Linked DNA regions of Mus musculus: region 1 is linked to region 2. A link is a contact called in public Hi-C data. All regions are on one chromosome and are shown on one strand. The core of a region is the stretch at or near the end of the contact, and the rest is flanking DNA. Distances in the headings are between cores, read along the strand shown. Region 1 holds the start of Gpm6a (glycoprotein m6a). Region 2 has its middle 19 kb from the start of Spcs3.

Evidence for each region. A called contact is a pair of places that touch in the nucleus more often than the background predicts.
Region 1: a contact with region 2 is called in a Hi-C map of forebrain, with 6 times the contacts expected there. The contact joins the promoter of Gpm6a here to the enhancer-like site in region 2. A contact is called at or near these places in 1 of 15 datasets of contacts at CTCF or cohesin (large pre-B cells), 9 of 484 Hi-C or Micro-C datasets (cerebellar granule neurons, cerebral cortex, cortical neurons and 3 more) and 4 of 115 datasets of contacts at active chromatin or transcription factors (embryonic forebrain, embryonic midbrain, forebrain and 1 more).

Annotation. Positions count from the first base shown.
Region 1 is chr8:54,953,284-54,958,723 of GRCm38.p6, reverse strand. It overlaps Gpm6a (glycoprotein m6a), which reads right to left and starts at 3,996. Exons shown (of 7, transcript NM_153581.6): 1 at 3,409-3,996. The coding sequence starts at 3,445.
Region 2 is chr8:54,508,063-54,513,754 of GRCm38.p6, reverse strand. No RefSeq gene overlaps it. Among named protein-coding and RNA genes, the nearest start is that of Spcs3, 19 kb to the left of the region's middle. Within about 2 kb of position 4,159, at least 100 of the 459 cell types and tissues checked have an H3K27ac peak or open chromatin away from gene starts, as enhancers often do. A contact at or near this core is called in cerebral cortex, cortical neurons, embryonic forebrain and 3 more, where this site is marked.

The DNA of each region.
Region 1 (5,440 bases), core at 2,747-5,246, 450 kb before region 2:
TGGGAATACAAAATGTGTTCAATGAATATTTTCATATTTACTCTGAAATAAGTATTTTCATCTACTGAAATATATGTTAAATCCATATACTAATTTGTTTTGTTCACTAGACACGACTGGTTTGTGTAATAATATCATCAAATCTTGTGTCTCAATGGGTTTTATTGCTTGTTTTTAAACATTTATTTATTTATTTATTTATTTATTTATATCCCAAATGCTGCCTTCCTCTAGGTCCCCACCCTACAAAGCCCCTCACCTCCCCCTACCTCCCTCATTCTCTTCTGAGAGGGTGACAAAACCTTGATATCCCCCTCCCTGAGGCACAAAGTCTTTGCCATATTAAAAAGAAAATTATGTAATCTTTGCTCAAACTCTCTTTAAAACCAAAAACCTTTGATGGCATGACACAGCCAACACAGGCTGAAGACATTTTTAAAGAATTTGCTTTACTTAGCATGCTTAACCAAAGTGAGATTTTTTTTTAAAGGAAACATTAGAAACCCTTCAGTGCAATGAGATACTGTTGGTGAAGGCTGAAGAAAAGAAGTGTGCAACAGATTAAATGACTTCCATTTTAGAGTTGAATCAAAGCAGGGATTGGCAGAAGACAATGTCTGCTGAATTCACCCAGACTGAAATTATTCACCCTCCTGATCTGAATATGCATCTGGATATCACCTTTTCTGTTTGCCTTTTACAGACAATGTGGGGAAGGACACATAAATACAAAGAAAAACACATTTCTTATGGAGACCCTTTTAAGTCCTTAACCATCAACAAACTATCCTTCTCTGATATATTCAGTTAAAGTAGTGGATTAAATTTTACATTCTCATGGAATTTAAAAGGTTGTATGGGTAGATGGTGATACAAATTTCAATCTGTCTAAATTATAGCAAAGAAAACGTATTTGTTGCCACTTCCTCTGAGAGAGAATAATTTTTCAAAGTTACTGCTGGAAAAATGGATAACAAACAATGACATCACTTTCCTTGGTTGCTGCATCTGCTATGGCTCACCCAGAGCATTTAACCTGTTAGCACACTCTACAATTGAATTCAAGTGTTCATTTGGCGTAATGCTTATCTGTTTAATATAATCTGGTTGTCTTCGGTTTAAACAGAAGCAATAACATTAAGTACAATAAAAGATGTTAAATTAATAGAAGACAGGGAAATGCCTTTCAATCAAGAGAGTATGCTGGTATCAGAATCTGTATCGAAAATCCTGGGTGATTTAAGAAAACAAGAGAGGAGAGAATATAAAATGCTGCTTTCCTTTCCAGGAGATGAATCATTAAATCTGTCTACCTGAACCCTTAAAACATTTCCAATGATTTGATCTGCTTATCAAATAATTCCTCTAAAAGCAATCAATACAAAATTCACAATGTTTCCTCTCTATTTCTGTTCAAAGGTAACTTGACAAAATCCAACATGTTAAAAAAGTGCCATGGGTATATTTGAGGGGGAGAAAAGGATACTCAGGTATAAAGAGAATTAAATCCATTCCTCAGTTAAGAAAACAACCCGATCCACAGATATTTTACATAGAACCATCATGTACTTATTGTATACCATATAGATTGTTTTAATTTTAACATCGCTTTCCTCCACTATTGCTGGTCTATATGGACATATGTTAATGATAAGACACCCACTGAGACAGATCATCCTGTCAATGTTCTGCTGCCTCCCCTCTATGAACGATTTTTAGTATTGCCCGAGGAGGGAGGGAGATCATAACATCATTACATCATTTTTCTTGTTCTTGCCTCTATCATAGCTTGCTGAGAAACATTCAACCTGTTACCATGGTCCATAATTTAAGATTTTATTTAGTGTAATGAGTGTCATTTGTCTACTTAAAATGACTGAACTACTCTTTTCTTTGCTTAAGAAGAATATTTGACTTGTACAATCAAAAGATGTGAGAATAAGAGATTTATTCAGAAAATAAAGCAGTCCCCTGAAATGTCTAGTGTAGTATAGACAGGAAATGGTAGGGAAATTTACCCTTTAAAATCTCTAATAAACTCCTAAGTTATTTGTGCAATGACAAATAATGTTGGTGTTTTTATTTTAAAAGCTTAGTATTATAGTGATGCTGATTTTTATGTTTCTCTTCAAATGCCATTATCAATGAGAGCATAAGCTTTGAAGATTATTAGCTTATCTTTTATCTTTATTGCATATAGAAAACATTTACATACTTAGTCGTTGTATACAGGTGGATCTGTGTACAGCATGTTTACCCAAAGGGGTGTGTGGGTTTCGGTGTGTGTGTATCTGCCTGTGTGTACACATATGTATGTGTGTGTGTATGCTTCTGTGTGTGTATGTGTGTGTATGGTGTGTGTGTGTATATACTTAGAGAAGAGGGCAAGCATACCTGAACATTTTAACATGAGAAAGCCTACACTGAATCTCCACACTACCAGTGACATCATTAAAAACGCAGGTTTAAAACGAGAACAAATTTATATGCATTTAAAATCATCCTTGAAAACATCTCTTTTTAGTAATCCTCATAAATTAATTTCTTTATGTGTATTACGTGCTATGAGTCTTTTAATCTTAAGAAAATGAGTGTTTTCTCTAATGTTACATAAGCCAGTGCACAGACATGACAGCAAACACTGCCTCTACTGGGGTGAAAACAATTTCCTCGGAAGCCCCACTTGATGTATAAAAAAAAATTCTAAAGCTGTTTGAATCATTTGAAATGGGCAGCATTTGTCCAATTTTAATTTAAAAAATTGCCACATATAGACAGATATAACTAGAAAGCTTTAAAAATGAATCTGATATTTAACAATGATATAGGTATAGGTTGATTATAATCAGACATACGAAAAAAAAATCTAATGTCATTAAATAACCCCCCCAAATCAGTGAACCTTTGCTCCTTATAAATTAAAACAACACTGCATCCAGAAAAATAAATAAATTCAATGAATACCAACCATATTATACTACATGCTGTTGCTCTTTGTTCTATCAGATGGCTATGCAAAGGTATTGATAATGGTTACATCATCAAAATTTTAACTGCAACTTGTGCACCAACTGTGTTTGTACCTGAAATCTGGAATCTCGGAGCTTGGCTTGACAACCATGAAAACATGAAATAAATGAAGTCTAACAAAGACTGGACTAAAGATTAGTTCGACACACTGTACATATCAATATCAGAATATGCGTTTAGGTATTATACCTAGAAGATGTTCAAATAGTAAGGATCACAATTGGCATTACAGCAAGTGAAGACCAGAGGAAAAAGGAAGGGAGAAATGCCTTCCAAGAGGGAAAGATTCATTAGTCTCTCTGGCAAGTGTCTAAAGCAAACAAGGAAAGCACAAAATAATCACCTAGTTACAAATAAACCTGTTTTAAAGCACAGTACCTTTCTGTGTCTGTCCTTCTTCCATATTCTCTTCCATGGCTACCTTTCTTCAGGAGAATCTGGCGCACGGTATTAGTCAAAAGCTCAATTAGATGTCAAAAAAGCGTGTGCCTTTTTTCCCTGGGCAGCTCCAGCAGCAGTGGCTTGGGCAAGTCCTTGGAGCTTAGCTGAGGCTCCCTCGCGCCTCTTGTTTGCTTAGAGACTGGCTGTCAAGTGTAATTTCATTCAAATTACTCTTCCGTGAAGATTATCAATTTTTCTTCTCAAAGCTGCCCATTGTGTGTGCCACAGTAAGCAGGTACTCAAACAAACAGCCGGATAATTTTGGGAGGGGGAGTGGAAAGGGGTCTGGATTCTAGGAGCAGAGACACTGTGATTCACAAGCCTCGCTTTGCATTTAAAATGGGGGAAAGAAATTGAGGTTTGTGCTGAAATCTCGGCTTTAAACTGGAAGCAGGCTGAACTGTGAACAGACAGAGGGGTGTCCTCCTAGCATGAAGCGGACCACCAACCCATAATTCCCCCCTTTGCCACCACAGTGGGAAAGCCCGAATTCTCGTCGTGTCTTTCTGCTGCAGTAGTTTTTTCTCACCCAGTCAGATTCATTACAAAAATGCCCTTTCCTTTTACCTCCTCACCAAGTGTCTAGTTAATTTGATTTAAAGGTGCCAAGGAGGGATGTAATTAGACTATCTCGAGGCTGGTCTGTTAAAGCTTATTATTAAGATAGGACCTTTATTTCACGTCTTTCAGAATCAAGGAGAAATAAAAACATGGTTTTCAAAGAAATAAGTATAAATCTTTTGTTGTAATAAGTATTTTATTAAGTGGCGTAGGACCTTTACAGGTAAAGAGAAAAAGAATCGATGTCTTTGTAAATTATGATTAGTTTAGCCCACAAAAGCTGCCAATTCCGAGTGGGAATTTTGTGAAGGGAAAAATTCTAAGGGTGATTATTGGAGAATGGGGGCGACAAAAAGAACGAAAGGATTCTGGATAGGGAACAACAGGATAGCATTTTACAATGGGAATCTGCACTCTGATTAGGAATGCAAATCACAATGCTGCAGTCTGGCAATAAATTAGCAGTCGTGCTCAACCTATTGAGTGACAGGACACAAGTAGAGTCGCAATACTTCACAAAAGGTACAGGAAGAACATAAACACTGTCTGTCAAGGCTGTGTCAAGCTTTCCTAGAGTATAAAGGAAGACTCTCTTGCCTATGTTCCTCTCGAAACAAACATGCATATGGAAACACACAGAGCTGAATAAGCTCTTGCCCTTGATGGAAAAAAAAATGCATATCCCCGTTATCCATATAATATGCTTGCGTTATACGAAAATTTTCACATAGGTTGTAAGACATGTCAGCAGCATTTTTTCACACCACACTTTTAACTGTAAAATCACTTATATATTTCAAGGAAAAATGATCTGACAATGCTCCAGTTTATTTACATAAATGAAGAGCTACTTCTCTCTGATAATCAATATTTCTATTCTTTTCGTCAAATGTGTTTAACCCAAGGGTAACTGCGACTGAAGAATCTCTAGCCACCCAGCATCTATCTCCCTTTCCTCTCTCTCTCTCTCTCTCTCTCTCTCTCTCTCTCTCTCTCTCGTCTCTTTCCCCATATATATATATTTGTATTCAAGGATTTTTAAGACAGTTGCTTGTTCAGTCCAGATTGAAAGAGAAGCCATAGGGCAATCAAAGAAGCCAAAACATAGCAGTCTTTGTGTTTCAGCCCATCTCTCTGCTGACATATCCTGGCATACACTCAGAACAGAGTGGAGCCTCCATCCTTGTTTACCTGCTTCATTCATCTTACGACACAGAAATAATCAGTGTAGCAAATAATTAACAGCAGCACACACACAAATGATAACACTATATTATATTTTTTGGTATTTTATAAACTTTAAGTGAGTTACTTAAGGAAAACAGGGAAATATATATATATATATATATATATATATATATATATATATATATATATTAGCCTGTATGTTGGAATATTCGTCTGCTAC
Region 2 (5,692 bases), core at 2,910-5,409:
TAAAGACTCTTTTCAGGGCCATTGCTGTTTTGATTGTGAAGATTCTGTAGTTCTGGTTAGCTGGGGCTGAAGAATCAGCTGTGATTAACAAGATACCAGAACTACCAAAGCAAAAACTTTGCATTACTGGGACTATTGATGCTGGTTAGCTGGAGCTAAGAAATTAGCGGTGATTAAGAAGAGACCAGCATCATTGAGGTGACATCTTCTGGGAAGTGTTTTGTGAAAGCACAAAGATGCTGTGTTCCAGAGATGGCCAAGGTTGTACTCCTGCTGCAGCGGGACTTGGTAATATGTAAGGGTCACCCAGGTGGTACTGGTTTTGAAGGCATGAAGGGGTCACGCAAAGCAGCTGAGGCTCGGTACTGTGAGAGGCCATGGAAGGCCATTGGTGAAGGTGCAGCCTCAGTTGCAATTGAAGGCCCAGGACTGAAGGGGTCATGCAGTGTTTTGGAGATGCCAGTACCATGAGATGACCACCAAGAGCAGCAGCAGCAGTGGGGTAGAGGCATCTGGAGCCTAGAGGATGATGTGTGTGCTACATAGGGCATGGCTGGAGAAGTGACCCAAGCCCTTGGAGGAGCCCAGAAGATCGTGAGTTGGATCCCAGACATTGGACAGTTGGAGATTGACTTTTGCTTTTGATTGTGACTGTGCCCTGATATTTTCCCTCTTGAAGGAAGAAACTGTTTTAGTGGAGCCCACAGTTAAGAGACTTTTAATTATAAAAAGACTTTGGATTTTAAAAAAGATGGATATTTTAAAGAGATTGAAATTTTAAGAATATGGAAATGCTGTGGGACTTTTAAAGTTATTTAGATCTTGGGGATGAATAAGATTGTAAGGGTTGAGGCTTACTAGTGATGTTTTTGTGTGTCAAGTTGACAAGGGGTCAATTGTACTGGCTAGTTTTGTGTCAACTTGACACAGCTGGAGTTATCACAGAGAAAGGAGCTTCAGTTGAGGAAATGCCTCCATGAGATCCAACTGTAAGGCATTTTCTCAATTAGTGATCAAGGGGGAAAGGCCCCTTGTGGGTGGGACCATCTCTGGGCTGGTAGTCTTGGGTTTTATAAGAGAGCAGGCTGAGCAAGCCAGGTGAAGCAAGCCAGTAAAGAACATCCCTCCATGGCCTCTGCATCAGCTCCTGCTTTCTGACCTGCTTGAGTTCCAGTCCTGCATCCTTTGGTGATCAACAGCAGTATGGAAATGTAAGCCGAATAAACCCTTTCCTCCTCAACTTGCTTCTTGGTCATGATGTTTGTGCAGGAATAGAAACCCTGACTAAGACAACCTCCTAGTGCTGCTGGCGCACAGCTGAGTGATTATCTCCGTGAAATACGGGGCATGTGGAGTGCCTCAGGAACCAAACTGAACACAGTACACACTCCAAAGTCTGTTGGTGAAGCACATGTTTCAGTTTACAAATTTTGAACAAATTATTATATGAAGCAGTGAGGCTTGCTCTAGTGTCTTGATTGAAATAGGAAGCAGTCTCTGGATAGTGCAGTTAATGTTTAAGAAAAGCGTGGTGAGAAATTTAGTACAATTATGAAGGTCAGTAATTAAAAAAATGGAAACTTTTATGCTTATTTAAGGCATCTCACATAAGGAGGACCAGAGAGAAACAACAAATAAGAAAACTGACTATAACTTGGTGTGAATAACAAAAAGCGCCATGAACTGAAGATGCCTTTATCATGGTTGTGATGATAAAGGGGACATTCCGGTCTACTGCACCATGTCTCAGAAGAAGTATGTTATCTACAGAGGCAGGCCAGCAAGGAAACCACGAAAAGGGGACCTACAGATGTTCAGTTTGAATTGGGCCACAAGGAAGGGCAAAGGGGCTTGTAACTTATGTTTATCCTTGTCTAGCTTCAAATGAATGTGACACAAACTGCAATTTATTTATTAGGCTCTGTGCAATTACTGGGGGATTGCCCCTAATCTAATTCTCTAATGCTAGACTGGCTGTACAACCAAATGCTTGCTGTTTGAATCTTCCTGGCTGATTTCTGCTCCAGCAGTCTGGTGTCCTGGGGAGGCATTTCATGTGTTGCTGGTCCATCATGACTAATGGGGACCTCCTGGTCTCCTGCTCTCCGTTAGTGTTCTTCTCCTCTGCCCTTATGGTCCCTTCCTAGGACCCTTAGCCCAGTAGCTCAAACTGCACCTCTCTCTGTTTTCCCCATTATATTGGTTGTAGCCATTTTTATTTAATCAATGGTTTTAAATTGGGGAGTAAGGCTTGCACCAGAAAGGCCTGTTATACATGGAATTTGCTTGCCTTGGGGCAACCAGATCTTGGGGTACAGAATTTAGCGTATGAATACATCAGCACCAGACCAACCCTCAATAAAGGGTTAGTGCTATGTTGGAGAAGGCTTTTACATTTAACTGTTCCTTGGAACTGTAAGAGATGAGGGGCTTTCAACCATTGCCTTTTTTTCGAGTGCAGAGAACTCAAAAGCTACTTGGTACTGTTGCTGCTGTCAGCAAAACTAGGAAAACGTCAGACTCTGTAGTATAGCAAGCCATAGCTAGTATCCAGAATTTGGTAGCTGTGTAGGAGATCCATCACGACGTGAGATGTCTTATTAAACCTGATCAGAAGACCAGGGTCCTAAAGAGATGAAGTGCCATCCATCTCAAGTGCCTGATGCCATTTAACTTTAAGAATGGTATTATACAGACCTCTGGATTTTTATACTTGCTAATAATCATGAAATTAAATGTTTACCCAAGTGGGATCCAGCTCACGGGGAGGCTCCAAAGCCTGACACTATTAGTGATGCTACGGTGTGCCTACAGACAGGAGCTTAGCAGAGTGACCCTTGGAGAGGTCCAATAAGCAGCTGGAAGAGTCAGATGAAGGTACTTACACCCAACCAATGGACAGAGGACGGGTGATTTAGGGAAGTCCCTGTGGTTGAATTATGGAAAAGCTGGAAGAAGCTGAGGAGGAGGGCAACCCCATAGGAAGACCAGCAGTCTCCACTAACCTGGACCCAAGATCTTTCAGACACTGAGGCACCAACCAGGCAGCATACACCAGCTGATATGTGGCCCCCAACACATATAGAGCAGAAGACTGCCTGCCTGGTCTGCCCTCAGAGAAGATGCACCTAACCTTTGAGAGACTTGAGGCCCCAGGGAGTGGGGAGGTCTGGTGGGGTGGGGTGGGGGACTTCCTATTGGAGATGGGGGAGGAGTGGGATGAGGACTTGTTGGAGGGTGGACCAGGAGGAAGATAACGACTGGACTGTTAAACAAAAAGATTAAAGAATAATTTATTTATTCAGCATCTTTTTCTCCTTTTGATATCCATAGTTTTAACATTTTATATTTATATTTAACGTGTAATGGCTGAAGGGGAAGGGAGGAAGTAAGGGTGAGAGGAAGGGATCTTTCATGGGCAAGTCCTGTGTTTCCTGTCCTCCTGAGCTAGTCAGGTTCCATCCAGAAAAGGAGATGCAAACGTCTCCATGAGTCCTGAGAGGGACGGAAGGATCCCTTCGGTACTTTTCCACTCCTACGACCACTCCTAGTGCATTACAGTTTCATGAAACAGTACTTGGACTCTGTGGCTCTATCAATTCATTTGTCTTACACACAAGAAATTGCTTGTCATTACGTAGTCATCCAATTTCAGGATCCTTTGAGAAAAAGTAGCCAGCTCAGACTTGAAATCACAGTTGAAAATTCCTAATTTCGTTATTCAATTACTTAGCCGTATATTATGGGATAGGGGACTTTGTCAGCAGTGTGGTTCCTCATAGCTGGATTAAGATGTATTCAGTCAATGAATGGTTACTGAGTGCTGTTTGCTTAGTATGCTGCTTGCTGGGTAGAGACAGAGCAACAGGGCCTTGGGGTGGATTTTGCCCTTGTGGGATTTAGGTATCTAACCTACACACACACACACACACACACACACACACACACACACACACACACACACACACACACAATCAAAGCACACTTTGTGTAAAATGTAAAAATAACCAAGGCTAAGGGATAATGAAGTGTTGGTGAGGCAGGTGAGAGCAGGGGTAGCTTAGCAACCTCTGCAAGGCTTAAGCTCCACCCCTACTCCTTTGCCAGCAAAGCACTTAGCAACCTGGAGCGCCACCTCCGTTAAACTGCATCCACAACCCCTCTTTAAATAAAGGCTCACAGTTATGCTCACCCACAGCACTGTAGCAATCGTTAGCGCACTCCCCTGCCCCTTGGCAATGCACCAATGTTCTATCCTGGACTGGCTTAAACCACATGCATAGTTAGTCAAACTGTATCCTTTGAGAAACATTTAAGGGAAAATCCCATAGTTTCCTCCTTATGCCTATACGTTGCATTATGGATAAAAGGGCATGCACAGTGAGCAAAGGCTTACATTGCCCAAGCCTGTCTATCGATCAAGACAAAACTCCACCCACTCTCTAGCCCACAATGAGCAACGCCTCAGCGGTAGTCTCCAGATCGCAGCGTGCCTTCCTTAATAGTCTTTGTTCTTTGCATAGCCTCCTCAGCTTCCCCCGCCCGCACGAGCGCGTCTGTCCCCCCCCCCGTCCCCCCCCCCCCCGTATCAATCTTGTTTAGGTTGAGTTTAGGGAGTCTTGTCGGTGAGACGTTATGGGTGTGGCTTCCCACATTCCCAGGGGAGACAACCTCACAGCCAACACCTTGCTCCTCTGATTTAATCTTTCAGCACCCCCTCCTACAACGATCTCTGTGCTGCAGATGTACCAATTGGGTCTGCATTCCACATCTCTGCGTTTTGATTGGTTGGGGTTTATGAAATGGTCTTCACCTGTTGCAGGAAGAAGTGTTATTAATGAGGGGTGACGAATACATTTCTCTGTGAGTATAGGGACAGATATTTAGACACTGGTTAGGGGTTATGCTGGTTTTAGTAAAGTGGATCTTGTGGGTCAGGGTTCTCAACCTTCATAATGCCGTGATGACCTGCAAAAATAAAATTATTTTATTGCTACTTCATCATTGTAAATTTTGCTACTGTAATGAATGGCAATGTAAATATCTGATATGCAGGATGTCGAACACGCAACCCCCAAAGGGTAGCGACCCTCAGGTTCAGAAACACTGTTGTTGTAGGGTTCTCCTCTAAGAGCTGTGGCTTTATGAGCCTCTCTCTGTCTCTGTCTCTGTCTCTGTCTCTGTCTCTGTCTCTGTCTCTCTCTCTCTCTCTCTCTCTCTCTCTCTCTCTCTCTGTATAAAACAATAAAAAAGGAGAAGCCATAAATTTGAAAGACAGCAAGGGTAGGTAGATGGGAGGTTTTGGGCAGAGGAAAATAAAGAGGGACATGATGTAGCTATAATCTGAAAAGAAGAAAAACGGGAGAAGGAAGGAAGGAGGGAGGGAGGGGGAAGAGGAGAAAGCCTTAAATGGCAATGGCATCCCACTGTTACTAAGTCTCCCTCAGCACTTGCATATAGATATAGACATAGATATGGATATGGATATGGATATAGATATATATAGATTATATAGATGTAGATATAGACAGTGTGTGTGTGTGTGTGTGTGTGTGTGTGTGTGTAAAGTGGCCATAGAAACAAGGGAGTTTTCAACAATTTCTTTGGTTTCAAATCTTGTTTCTTTATTTAAAAAAGTACCTGGCCATTATGACTTGGACTTTTGTATTCCATTTTATTTCAATGAGCTGGA